2 separate regions of the Rattus norvegicus genome follow, and region 2 is linked to region 1. The links are chromatin contacts, called in public Hi-C maps. All regions are on one chromosome and are shown on one strand. The core of a region is the stretch at or near the end of the contact, and the rest is flanking DNA. Distances in the headings are between cores, read along the strand shown.

The links. Hi-C and Micro-C count contacts between places; a contact is called where the count stands out from the background.
Region 2: a contact with region 1 is called in a Hi-C map of liver, with 2.7 times the contacts expected there. The contact joins the promoter of Avpr1a here to the promoter of Rxylt1 in region 1. A contact is called at or near these places in 11 of 12 Hi-C or Micro-C datasets (the A7r5 cell line, the Rat2 cell line, Schwann cells and 7 more).

What each region holds. Positions count from the first base shown.
Region 1 is chr7:59,662,239-59,669,238 of GRCr8, reverse strand. It overlaps Rxylt1 (ribitol xylosyltransferase 1), which reads left to right and starts at 1,267. Exons shown (of 6, transcript NM_001024759.2): 1 at 1,267-1,535; 2 at 2,372-2,527; 3 at 3,823-3,925. The coding sequence starts at 1,367.
Region 2 is chr7:59,996,011-60,003,037 of GRCr8, reverse strand. It overlaps Avpr1a (arginine vasopressin receptor 1A), which reads right to left and starts at 3,295. Exons shown (of 2, transcript NM_053019.2): 1 at 2,067-3,295. The coding sequence starts at 3,054.

The DNA.
Region 1 (7,000 bases), core at 18-2,517:
ATGAAGCTGAAGCAGATATCGTGTGACCTACTGTCCCACAAGTCAGGTCAGAGACTTTCTTACTAGCCAGCTCCAGGTAGTCCATGTTGGGGAAGATTCCTGGGAGAAGAGAAATCCTAGTTTCTATGGTGTCCCTTAAAGGACATAACAGGGCTGATGTATAGAGAAAGATATACATAGTTATGCATGGATGTAGCCTAATTTCACAGCTACAGCTAGTGACGTATAGGTTCTTACACGGCCCAGGAATCTTTTACCAAAGATTCGGAAACAAAGGCTGGCCAGGCTGTGAAGAAAATCTCTGGGTTGTTAAGACACCCCTTGAGAATTTCTATCACAATGATGAACTGGAGGGAACATTTTTCAGCCAATACCACAACGGTGTGTACTTTGGGAGTTTTACGGATATATGTATAATTTACAGTCAGCCAGCAGCAGGAGAGGAGAGCTTTGCGTGTGTTAGGGGTGGGGGAGCATACGGGGATAAGATGCGTCCTTTGTTCCGGAGGAGCTGCCCTGAGGGTCTGAGCAGAGCTGAGCTAGAAGTGAAACAGTCCCGGTCAAGGGAGGACGCTGGAGACTAACCTTGGCGGGGCTGTGCAAGGAGATGAGGCTGATCAGAACTCTGAGCACTGATCTGGTGTTCCTAGAGGAGATGGGGAGGCGTGGTCTGAGAGAATTTAAGAGTAATGCGCAGAGTGTGAAGCTGGGAAAAATGAGGCTGAGTCTCCTAAGTGAGGCTGTGAATGTGGAAGGAGGGTCTCTGTGAAGGAGGAGGCGGGGTCTGAGAGAGGCTAAGGGTGAGGAGGCGGGGCCTGAGTGAGGCTAAGGGTGAGGAGGCGGGGCCTGAGTGCGGCTGAGGGTGAGGAGGCGGGGCCTGAGTGTGGCTGAGGGTGAGGAGGCGGGGCCTGAGTGTGACTGATGGTAAGGAGGCGGGGTCTGAGTGAGGCTATGAGACAGGAGGCGGGATCTGAGAGGGGCTGGTTGTGAGGAGGCGGGGCCTGAGTGCAGCTGAGGGTGAAGAAGCCGGGTCTAGGGGACGCTGGTAAGGAGGCGGGGCCTGGGGGAGGCTGAGGGTGAGGAGGCGGGGCCTGAGGGAGGCTGAGGGTGGAGAGGTGGGACCTGAGGGAGGCTGGTTGTAAGGAGGCGGGGTCTGAGGTCCGCAGCCAGCCCCAGTCTGCGGCCTGTGTTTCGGGAGCTGTGGGGTAGGCGAGCTGTTTTGAGGACAGACGGGGCGGAGAGCGGAAACAGAACGCTGAGGACCCTCTCCCGGCTTAGCCCACAGGGAGGGCGGCAACCCTGGACCAAAGCTTTTCCTCACGCCTAAGGTGGAAGCGAGGACGCGGAGCCGGGAAGCCGCGGTGGGATGCGGCTGACGCGGACCCGGCTCTGCTCGCTCCTCGTCGCCCTGTACTGCCTCTTCTCCATCTACGCCGCCTACCACGTCTTCTTCGGGCGCCGCCGCCGGCCGCCGGGCGCGACCTCTCGGGGCTCCAGGAAGACAGCGGCGCAAGCGAAGGAGAGGCGCGGCCGAGGTAGGACGCAGGCAGGACCGAGCAGCGGCCTACGGGCCCTGCCGTGTGCGTGGATGCGGGGCAGCGGGCTCTGCGCCGATGAGCCACGCGGGCCAAGGCTCGGGGCTCGGATCTCGGATCTCTCGGGGTCCTCAGCCCCGGGAGCCAGCTCTGGGCTCGGCTCGGAAGCTCTGCTCATCCTGGGCGAGCTTCCTGCAACAGTGGCCACCCGAGGCTGGTGGCGCGCACGCAGGCCTTTAAAATGTGGTGTAGACCCTCAGCATGCTTCAGAGGCCGGAGATTGGCAGAAATGCTGCAGGCTGAGTTTAAAGCTTCCATTCCCTTGTTAAACACGGGCTTTTCCGACCACGTGACTTCGGAAGTCCGTGATTTATATTTACAGCAGTGAGCCTCGCTTGGTGTTTGTGATTTGTTTTGGAATTGCAGTCCTTTCCCACTCCCTTGCGCAGAATATTTTTTTTACACAGTTGTGTATGAAATTGGTGGAGACAGTGTGCTCAAGACTAGCTACTAATAGGTCACTTACATAAAACCAGGAAGGAACTCCAGAAAAGCCTAAAGCATGTGACTTGATAGACTTTCTGCAGGTATTTCTAAAGGTTTTCGGTGAAGGACATACTTCTCTTATCTGGTGTTAAACTTTTTAAAATCTTTGACAGAGATGGTTCAATAAAAAAAAATGGCTTGTTTTCTTTTATTCAGTCGTGTACCTCAAATTTGATTGTTTGTCTCTGAAGCCTGAAGAGAAGATGAAACTGGCATCTCATTCAAATGACTTGACTTTCTATCTGCAGTTAGTCCTCACTGGTAAACGAAGTCACTCTTCTTTAAAACAGAGCAGTCCGCGTTGGAGAGTGAAGAATGGAATCCTTGGGAAGGAGATGAAAAAAACGAGCAGCAACACAGAATTAAAACTGGCCTGCAAATCTTAAACAAATCCACAAAAGAAAAAATAGAGCATCGTGTGCAAATCTGGGGCAAAGCTGCCATCGGTAAGTAACCGTAAAGAGAAAAAGCATGCAAAGAGTATGTGATGTGTACTGTGCGGGACTTGAACTTACTAGTGTATATGTTTCACTGTTTAATGCAGTCAGTTTTTGACAGTGTCCTTAAGACAATGTAGGTTCTCTCTACTGCATTCCTCTTTTCTGAGTCTTCCTCACCATACAGACTGTGCATTTCTTCTGCAGTGGGTTTAAGGCAGTTTAATAAAAACCATATTCTTGAGAACTCTTCCAGCCACCTCCATTTCCCAATTTCAAAGCTACCTCCTCATTTTTAACTGTTTGCTACAGAAGCACCTCACTTCCAGGTCCCATGTTCTACTCCCACACCACACAGCTTTCTCTGGCTGCTGTAACAAAGCGCCATATTTAGTGGTTCAAAGCATTACAACTTTATCCCCGCCTTTCTCAAGGCAGGAGAGTCATCTGTCTCTGGAAGGCCTTCTTCTATCTCAGCACCTTAGTCAGACTGAGACACTTCCACCATGACAGGTAATAGTCGCAGGGTCTACAGATTAAGATATAACATAGAGAAACGGGGATATTTCAGCCTGACACATTTGGAAGCTTTATCTGAGTGCTGGGTTTGTTGGGTGACATTGGCAACATGGCATACTAGAAGTGGTACAAAATATATCTTTCAATATAATTGACACAATGTTCTCAAAGGTTTTGTGACTTCATATTAATATGAATTCATATTAATATTACCTTGTGGGTACTGCTTATCTTGTCCACTCTTAAAGCTTTCATCCAAATAAAACAAAAGCAAAGCATCACGAGTGTCCTAAAGAGATAGGATAAGGTATCAGTTGTCTGCATTCATGTCATGCATTCAACAATGTCTGATCAATTAGTGAGGTAATGTCCCCTTGACATACTGCATGTTTTGGTATACTGCTGAGCTCCTCTGGCTTCAGAACAAAATGTTTAGTCCCTCCAGTTATATTAAATTAATTCTAATAATGATATTTTAGTTTATAGTACATATTTAGCTTCCAAATATGATGGATAGTAAGGTTCAGTAACATTAGTGATTCCTCAATATAAATAAGATATTTTGTTGTCTTTACTACAATCCACTTTAACACCTACAACCCCTGAAGTCTGACCCTTGTACAGTTAGCTACTATATTGTCCACTGGGGCTTGTCTTGATAGCACTGCCTACAAGCAGACCATGGCAAGAAACTTCCAGGGAAAATAGAAAAAAACAAAACAGTTTTTGACATACTAACGTGGATAAAACAGCAGATGTTTCTATGCTTGCTCTATGATTGCCAGGTCTCTATCTCTGGGAACATGTTTTTGAAGGCACTCTCGCTCCTGCTGATGTGACTGCTCAGTGGAGGGAAGGACAGTCAGTTGTAGGAAGAACACATTACAGGTACTCATTGGATAATGTTAACCTTGTACTGCTATGTGATGTTTTATGTAACTACTAGAGGAAAATACACTTTTACAAGTCATTTCCCCTTCAGCTTGGGAAAAATACAGAAATAAATCCTGGAAATATGTGTTCATCGCTCAAGCTTCATTAAACATTTTCTTGATAAATTGGACATTACAGAATAATTTTGGAGGGAGAGCGGGCCATGAACCTCAGTGGTAGAGTACTTGCCTGGCATGAGCAAGGTCCTCGAGCCAGTCCCCAATACTGGGAAAAAAAACAAAAAAACAAAATTAAAGGTCTGTAGAATAAGTTTTGGAGTCTTATTTCTGTTTTGTTTTTGGCTGGTGATATGGAAAACTTCATGTTCCACATTTTATACACTGAACTGTAAGTGGATATGTAATGTTCTGTGCCTTGGAGGACTAATATGTAAACAAACATCATTATAATTTTTTCGTTAATAGTTATGTGAACCTGAAAGTATTCAGGTAGAATTCAACTTTTTTATTACAACATTCTATGTTCTATCTACTATGATTTATTTAATGATACAGTTTTCCATTATTTATATTTGCAAAGTTCAGAACTGTTTCTGTTTGGATTTTTAGAGTCCGTAAAACCTAAGACTTTTAAGATTTTATTTCATTTAACTTATGATTTCTTAATTTTTAAAAAGAATTAAAGATTTAAATTAGAAAACCATAGTTTTGTCATGAAAGTCCTGTTTGCATTTTGGCTTTTTACTAAAATAAACAGTTGTTTTTATGTATTTATTTCCTGAGACAATTGTGTTGTAGGGTGGTCAACCAGTACAAATCCATTTCCACAGATACCAAGAAAGGAAAAGCTGTATTTAATCTCAGTTTCGTGTGAATTTCATGGCTGCCGTGGTTGCTGACATTATAAACGCTTCGTAGTTCTGTTGGCTTACCTTTGTCCCCAGTCCATGTTCCTGGGGAGGAGGGTACTTGTACTTCCAAGTGGGAAGCAGGGCAGCCTTGGGCATTCTTCATTAGGAACTGTAAACCCTGTTTGTTTTCAAGTCAGTATTTTATTTAGTATTAGTAGATGAGTAGACTGTTTAGATGCAAACCAACCCACATTCCCTGCCCTCTGGTTCCTTCTCTGTAAACTCCACCCCTTTCCCTCTGTCTTCTTGTTCTCATCGATGCACATGCACCACACTTCCACTGTCTTTGTCTTTCTGACTGTCTGTCTGTCTGTCTGTCTGTCTGTCTCTCTCTCTCTCTCTCTCTCAAAAGCACCAGCTGCAAGTTTTGTTTCTTTTTTTTGTTTTTGGAAAAAGGTCTCTTATACAAGTTTAATGATTAGGCTAGGTTGATTGGACAGTGAGCACCAGGGATCTGCCAGTCCCTAACACCACATCTACCTTTTTTCACAGTTCAAGATTTGAACTTAGGTCTTCATGCTTGCAAGCAAGCAGTTTACCAAATAAGCTGCCTCCTTAACCCAACTGCATAAATCTCTCACGGAATTATACGTGAAAGGTATAAGTACCTGTTTAGGTATTTATACTCATTGCTGTAATCTCATTGTAGGTCATATGTATAGTCCCAAACTTTATAGTACTTAGTTTCCACTGTTTAGAAGGAAATGTGTCACTGGGCTTGGACCTTTATGGTAGGAACACTGTCCTAGAATGTGTAAAGCACTCTGGATTCAATTGCTAATCAGAGAAAGAGACAGTGAATGTCTATTGTATGCATAAATTGCTATCTGTATTTGTATTTGAACAGCAAACATGTCAGTAGACTTAAGCTAATAATAGTTCTACTATATTACATAGAAGTTTCCAAAAGATTCCTACAGAGTCATAAGTAGCATCCTTTTTTTTTTTGTTTGTTTGTTTTGGTTTGGTTTTTTTTGTTTTTTATTAACTTGAGTATTTCTTATATACATTTCGAGTGTTATTCCCTTTCCCAGTTTCCGGGCCAACATCCCCCTCCCTCCTCCCCTTCTTTATGGGTGTTCCCCTCCCCATCCTCCCCCCCTTGCCGCCCTCCCCCCATCAATCTAGTTCACTGGGGGTTCAGTCTTAGCAGGACCCAGGGCTTCCCCTTCCACTGGTGCTCTTACTAGGATATTCATTGCTACCTATGAGGTCAGAGTCCAGGGTCAGTCCATGTATAGTCTTTAGGTAGTGGCTTAGTCCCTGGAAGCTCTGGTTGCTTGGCATTGTTGTACATATGGGGTCTTGAGCCCCTTCAAGCTCTTCCAGTTCTTTCTCTGATTCCTTCAACGGGGGTCCTATTCTCAATTCAGTGGTTTGCTGCTGGCATACGCCTCTGTGTTTGCTGTATTCTGGCTGTGTCTCTCGGGAGAGATCTACATCCGGCTCCTGTCGGCCTGCACTTCTTTGCTTCATCCATCTTGTCTAATTGGATGACTGTATATGTATGGGCCACATGTGGGGCAGGCTCTGAATGGGTGTTTCTTCTGTGTCTGTTTTAATCTTTGCCTCTCTATTCCCTGCCAAGGGTATTCTTGTTCCCCTTTTAAAGAAGGAGTGAAGCATTCACATTTTGATCATCCGTCTTGAGTTTCATTTGTTCTAGGCATCTAGGGTAATTCAAGCATTTGGGCTAATAGCCACTTATCAATGAGTGCATACCATGTGTGTTTTTCTGTGATTGGGTTACCTCACTCAGGATGATATTTTCCAGTTCTGACCATTTGCCTACGAATTTCATAAAGTCATTGTTTTTGATAGCTGAGTAATATTCCATTGTGTAGATGTACCACATTTTCTGTATCCATTCCTCTGTTGAAGGGCATCTGGGTTCTTTCCAGTTTCTGGCTATTATAAATAAGGCTGCGATGAACATAGTGGAGCACGTGTCTCTTTTATATGTTGGGGCATCTTTTGGGTATATGCCCAAGAGAGGTATAGCTGGATCCTCAGGCAGTTCAATGTCCAATTTTCTGAGGAACCTCCAGACTGATTTCCAGAATGGTTTTACCAGTCTGCAATCCCACCAACAATGGAGGAGTGTTCCTCTTTCTCCACATCCTCGCCAGCATCTGCTGTCACCTGAGTTTTTGATCTTA
Region 2 (7,027 bases), core at 2,046-4,545, 330 kb before region 1:
ATGATGGTTAGAAGTTCCAGGAAGATGGAGTTACTGAATAATCCATTTTAAAATTGTATGCTATGCAGCGGCCGGAGCCCTTGTGAAGGTATTCACAAAGACATGGCTCTCACAGAATGAAAACCGGAAGTGTTTATAACCACATACACCAAACTGGATTCATCCTAATAACTAGGGCAGACCAGGCCATAGGTGCTGTTTGTCAGACTTCAGTGAAAACCCTATGGGAGAGGGCTTTTAAAGTAGAATCCGAGCTTCCGTTGGATTTTTGTGAATCATTTGTCATTCGGTTTGATTCCAAAGAAACTACCCTTGATTGTAATCCAAACAACTAAATTATAATAAGAAAAACATCTGGATTATGTGTGGCCCTGTTTCAAACAACAAAAACAAAGCAAAAATTAAAGCAGACAAAAACAAAATCCAATGTAGCTGAGCTCGGAGACTCCAACAGGCTTTGAACTATTCTGTGAATCACCCCTAGCGAGCTACATGGGTATCAAAGTTTTCACGGTGAAACTATTGCACTGATATTAAAATATAAGAACCATCAGACATCAAGTATCTTCTGATCAGTATAGGGCTTCTAACACCTCACTTTTGTCATGGCTAAGTAAACTGTAGACCGGTGGTTCTCAACCCGTGGGTCGCCACCAACAGCCTTTACATGGAAGTCGCCTGAGACAGGCTGCACATCAGATATTTATACTACAATTCGAAACAGTAGCAAAATTACAGTTACAAAGTAGCAACAAACACAGTCTTATGATTGGGGGTCACCACAGCATGAGGAACTGTATTGAAGGGTGGCAGAGTTGGGATAGTTGAGAGCCCCTGGTACAAACCATTCATTGATCTGTGACAGATGACCATGAGCCATGCATGGTATTAAAAATAACAGACATCTTTAGCGTGGGTACTGCAGGTGAAAGGTTTACTGATTGTGTCTAAATCTCGATAAGGCAATAAACAGAATTTTAAAATGTGATGGGCATTAACCCAAAGGAATTTGCATTCATTTATCACTAGGGGCAATGTAGCCTATAAAAAGTATTTAAATGAAATCTATGAGCATTTAAAAATAATATATTAAAATGCATCACATTTTATTCCATACTCCAACCTTAAAATCACAGAAAGACTGGCTTCTCCCAGATATTTATGTCCTGACTAGAGTTTCCGTCAGGAACTCTTCTGTGACACACTTGGTTTGGAAAGTTTTTTTTTCTTAATTAAAAGAAGGTAGATTACAAGATGAAAAAATAAATAATAGCCTCGTGGGAAATGAGTTCTTCTGTTTTGTGAACAAACTGAAATGAAACTAGCCAGTTGGGGTGGGGAAGGTTCCCCATAAACTGCAGAGGGATTCGTGTGGCGTGAATAGTTTTGTGGTTAAATTCCCCCTGGAAGTCCAAATGCATTTAGCTGAACAGCACTTCTGTTTTGGATGCCAGGAAAAGAAAGTTATTACGGTTGGAAAAATGAAAACATTATAACGAAGAGCTAAATGCTAACTTGGAATTCCTGACTTCTTAAATCCTTTCTCCGTCTGTTTCAGAACAGTGTGTCCATCTCTACCCTTGATCTTGGAAGAGTCTCATCAGAAGTTTTCTGTTAATTATGACAGTTTCCTTAATCCAACAAAAAGTAGCCAGGACACTAAGAATACTTCCCACAGTCTCCATGGGGTGGAAGGCGAGATATCCAAGAAGCCTAAGTGATTTGGCAAAATGTCACAAGTGTTTTGCAACTAGTGACTCTAGGCACAGCTGGCGGCCTTAGGGGGGTTACATATGCTGCAGATGCTGAGTCCTAGGCCCCAATGTACCTGGGGTGGTGGAGACCCCAGGAATTTGCAATTTTGTTCATTTATTTTCATGATAAGGACATAGGAGACTTCCATTCTTATATAGAACCTTAATTATTAAACAGGTACTATTAAATATCACACATCACACACACACAGACATACAGACACACACACAAAGACACAGACACAGACACACACACACACACACACACACACACACACACACACACGTCTCTTTCATAGTCTCAGTACATACCGGTCCAGATGAAATTCTCATCCCAGACTGACCACATCTGGACAATGAAGAAAGGCGCCCAGCAAAGGATGTAGGCGCTTACAATCACAAAGGTCATCTTCACAGTGCGGATCTTGGCGCGGGAAATGCTCTTCACGCTGCTGACACAAGGTGTAACCAAAAGCCCCTTATGAAAGGGACCCACGGCCTCCCCAGAGCCCTTGTCACCCTTGCTGTGTCGCGAGGACGCTGTCTTTCCGCGGATGTTGCGCCAGATGTGGTAGCAGATGAAGCCATAGCATGTACCCAAGACGACCACAGGTGCCACGAAGACACCGCTGGTCATCCAGGTCACGTAGGCGCGGGTACCCCAGGGCTGGATGAAGGTAGCCCAGCAGTCTTGGGTTTTAGTGCCATTGTTCACCTCGATTTCGATCACAGAGAATATAAAGTACTGTGGCGTGCTTAGTATGAAACTCAGCACCCAAGAGGTGGCGATCATGAGGCGCGAGCGGCGCGCCGGCTGCTGCAGGGTCTTGAGCGGGTGGCACACGGCGATGTAGCGGTCGGCTGTCATCACCACCAGCATATAGGCAGACGCGAACATGGCAAACACCTGCAGGTGCTTCACCACGCGGCACAGCCAGTCCGGCCCGCGGAAGCGGTAGGTGATGTCCCAGCATAGCTGCGGTAATACTTGGAAGAAGGCGACCGCCAGGTCTGCCAGGCTGAGGTGTCGGATAAAGAGGTGCATGCGGGATGTCTTGCGTGGCGTGCGATGCAGCGCCAGCAGCACACTGCTATTGCCCAGCACAGCCACCACAAAAATCACTGCCAGCACAGCGATTTCCAGTTTGGCCAGCTCCTCATTGCGTACGTCCCCCAGCGGGCTGTCACCTTCCCCAAGCCTGGCTGCCTCCTGACTGCCGTTGGAGCCCTCGGTGGTTAGAGGCCACCACGGGCTGGAGTTGCCCACGGACCGATCCTGGGAGCCTCGCGGGAAACTCATGCTGTCCGTACAGAGCCTGGGAGGCCCTGCCCCGTGGGCTGCTTCCTCCTCTCCACCGAGGACCGGAGGATCCGAGTTCTAAGCTCTGCGCTCTGTCCTTCCTTCCCTCCCTCCGTCTCTAGGCTGCGCAATCCGGTGCGTGCAGAGTGGTTTTAAATGGGATATTCAAACATGTCCCTACTTCTGTCTGGTCCTGAGGCAGGGGGGCCCACTCTCTGAGCTCCCAGCGCAGTCTTAGATTGCCTCAGGACGCGCTCCCTCACGTCCTAGTGGCTGGAGACCGTCCCCAACCCCCTACCCCCCACCCCCTCCAAGTCGTTGGTGATTTGTCCCTTTTGCCTCACTGCTGCAGGGGTGGAGCTGAGACTCCTGGATTCCTCTGCAGAGCAGGATGCTTTCCCGAGCTGCCCCAAACTTCTCTGGGCTCTTAGGATTTCTCCAGCCTCCTTTATAAGTGAATGTAAAGCCAGGTAGCGCGTCAACAGGTGTAGTAAAATCGTCTGCTGTCCCTGCGAACTCAGCACCCTTAGACTTTGGACTTGGGGTCTGCCCAGCCCTGAGGTTCCCTGCCCGGTGCGCACGGTTCCTTAGGCTGGTCGCTCGGGCTGATTTTATTCCCCACACGGTTTGCCCCTGCACTTTGGGGATAAAAATCGCGTGACTTCCCTCTCTGGTGACTTCCTCACCCTGCTTTCGTTCGCGGACAGGAAAGGCCCACTCACTTGTACCCTTCAGTCCTCTTGCTGGGTGTGTGTAATCTACCGTGCTGACTCCATACACTGAGTGGGAACCCGAAACGGTGGACATTTCCCTAGGAAGTCCAATTCCCAAAGCTGCAGGGGACAAGAGCTGGGCTGCACTGGTTGGTGGAGACATTTCCAGTTAAATGACTAAATCCTGCTGACATTTCTTGGAGCAGACGGAGAGAGCTGAGGATCAGTGTCTGGTCTGCCTGTCTACCTCCATCTGTCTGTCTGTCTGTCTGTCTGTCTGTCTGTCTGTCTGTCTGTCTGTCTGTCTGCCTGCCTGCCTGCCTGCCACTGCCCCTCCACACCCCCTTTCTGTGTGTCTATGCTGTCTCTCTGTCTCCGTCTCTCCCTCTGTGCATCTTTGTCTCTGTTTCTGTTTCCTCTGTGTGTGTGTCTGTCTTTCTCTGTCTCAGTGTCTGTCTCTGTCTCTCCCTCTCCCTCTCTCTGTACATCTCTGTCGTGTGTGTGTGTGTGTGTGTGTGTGTGTGTGTGTGTGCGCGCGCGCGTGTCTGTCTGTCTGTCTGTGTCTGTCTGTCTGTCTGTGTCTGTCTGTAGTCAGGGAGAGGGAACGAGGCACTTGGAAGGAAGAAAAGAAGACTACTCCCGCCTCCAGTAATTAGTTATTTGCTCGGGCCTTCTGAGTCCAGCTGTGGAGACAAACACCCTAGAGACTCCAGCAGCTGTCCAACTCTGGTGAGAGAATGCTACCAAGGACAGCAGGGGGCGCTGTTTCTGAAGCTGAAACAAACACAAACCCACGGTACAGATGAAGGGACAGGAACTCGAGTTTCTTGGTCAGAGCATTGGTGTGTTGTGTCAATAGTACAAGCCTAATAGCTTCTGGAAAATGTTTTCTTTTGTGAAGTACAATCATAAAAGATTTTCTTCAGTGAGGTTAGTTTTGCTACATAAGTCCATGCATGAGTATAGAAACCCAGGGCCATGACATAAGAGCCAGGGGCTTGGCATATTGAGTCAGTCAAGTTTTATCATGGTTAGATCAGCCTCTGTCTATGCATCTTACAACTGGGAATGAAAGTATGTGGTGCTCTCGTTTATGGAGTTAATGGAGGATCAAGTGATGCCACAGCCCAGTGGAGAGAGAGGTTCTGTGAAAATGGAGCTCAGTGGCGCATTTCTTCAAGATGGTGGGGAAAGTACAAGAAAGGTTTCCAAACCACTTGTCTGAGGAAAAGAAAACAAAAGAAAAAAAATCCCACTTGTCTGAGGAAAAAAAAGAACAAAAACAGTCCACTGGTCCGAGCCAGCAGTTTTATAGCTCTTGGGCTGACACGTTTGGACTTTAGGTTTCCGTCTGAGAGGGAATAGGTAGTCTTACCCCAAAGAGAGGGTAAGTGGCTTCTCAGGAATTCACAAGTGTTAAGCATTTGATACAACAAGCAAATTGTGTTCAAGTGTCCAATTCATAAAAGTAAGTAATTAGGTTGAATCAGTAGATACAATTGGAAGATATTATATTATTCACCAATAACATTACCAGCTACCCATATTCACACATATATACACACATACATGCCTTTGTGTGTGTATGCATATTTGTGCATATGTAGGTATATGGTGTTTGTGTGTGTGTGCGTGCACACACACAAATACATATGCATCTACATGACACTCTTCTGGATGTCATAGGGTCTAGCAATTAGTTTAAAAAGTGTTGCAAATTCCAGAATCAGTTAAAAAAAACTCACATATTTAAAAAAATAATGTCAATTTTTTCTGACTCCACATTCAAAAGAAAATAAAACCATTAAAATACACATAACTTGCTGGAGCCCCACCCCCACCCCACCAACGTTCCCCAAGATGGGTAAAGGAATTGTAGAGTTTGGAGAGAAAAGAACCCAGCAGTCTTTTCTGAGGCATCTTGTGCTTTTTCTTCTAGCCCATTGAATTCGTCATTTCGGTATGAAGAACTTCTCCCTCTTATTCTCCAGGGATTTCAGTTCGCTGGTTTGGGGGAAAGAAATGAGATGATAGGAAAGTGGAGATGAACGCGTACAAGCCTGCATCACCACTGCTTTTCTTCCCCCCTGTTCTTTTTCTACCCAGCAGCTCCAGATGTTTAATTAATGGAAGCAAAGGTGTTCTTCCCTTACCCACTGGGACTTGATTTTAATCTTTGAGTTTCAAAAGCTCCAATTTCTAAAATATTGGTAAAAAATTCATATATTTTCCTTGATGATGATATAGGTGATTGTCCAAGTTTTGGCAATTTCATGGGCATTCAAAATATTTGTCTTCTTTTTCAAATATGCAACCCTCACCAAATATGTTACCCGAAATCTCCTCATTGAACCTTTTCTTCCAAATTAAAGAGTGGACCTCCAGGGGCTGGGGATTTAGCTCAGTGGTAGAGCGCTTACCTAGGAAGCGCAAGGCCCTGGGTTCGGTCCCCAGCTCTGAAAAAAAGAACCAAAAAAAAAAAAAAAGAGTGGACCTCTAAATTATTTTATTCAAGGTGTTTTCAGTGATTAGACTGTAATGGTCAAATGTGTGGAAAAGGGATGGGTATGCATCCCATTCCTCCCCAGAAGCCTACTTTTCTTCGTTACTTTTCTATTGCTATAAGACACCATGACCAAGGCAACTTACAAAAGAAAATGTTTAATTGGCTTACAGTTTCAGAGGGTTGGAGTTCGTGATGGAAGGGAAAAGGCATGGTGTTAGGAACAGCTGGAGGAGCAGCTGGAGGAGTGCCCTTCCTGATCCGCAAGTAGGAGGCATTCAAGAGGAGCCCTGGAAATCTAATAAGTCTTGAGCCCTCAAAGTCTATTCTACCCAGTGACATACCTCCTCAGACAAGGCCACACCTCTTAATCCTCCCCAAACAGTTCTGCCAAGTGGAGAGACCAAGTATTCAGATATATGAGCCTAGGTGGAGGCCAGTCTCATTCAAACTACCACATCGCTCCTAGAAAGGATTTGAAACTCTCCAACTTCATCTGTCAATGCTTTCTAAAGTTACTTATTTATAGATTCCCCACCCAACACCCCCTGCTTGTCCACAGTCCCTTCACTTTATTCATTATGAGTATTATGAACATGACACAGGACCATAGGCATGGATTAAATAGGGCAGAGTGAAAGAACTTGATGTCTAGAATGTCCAAGGACCAATGATGATCTTAACTAAGTCAGTAAATTAGAAGTTGGAGATAAGTTTAACCTACTCTCCTACAGAAGGGAAAGCCCATGTAAGTAAG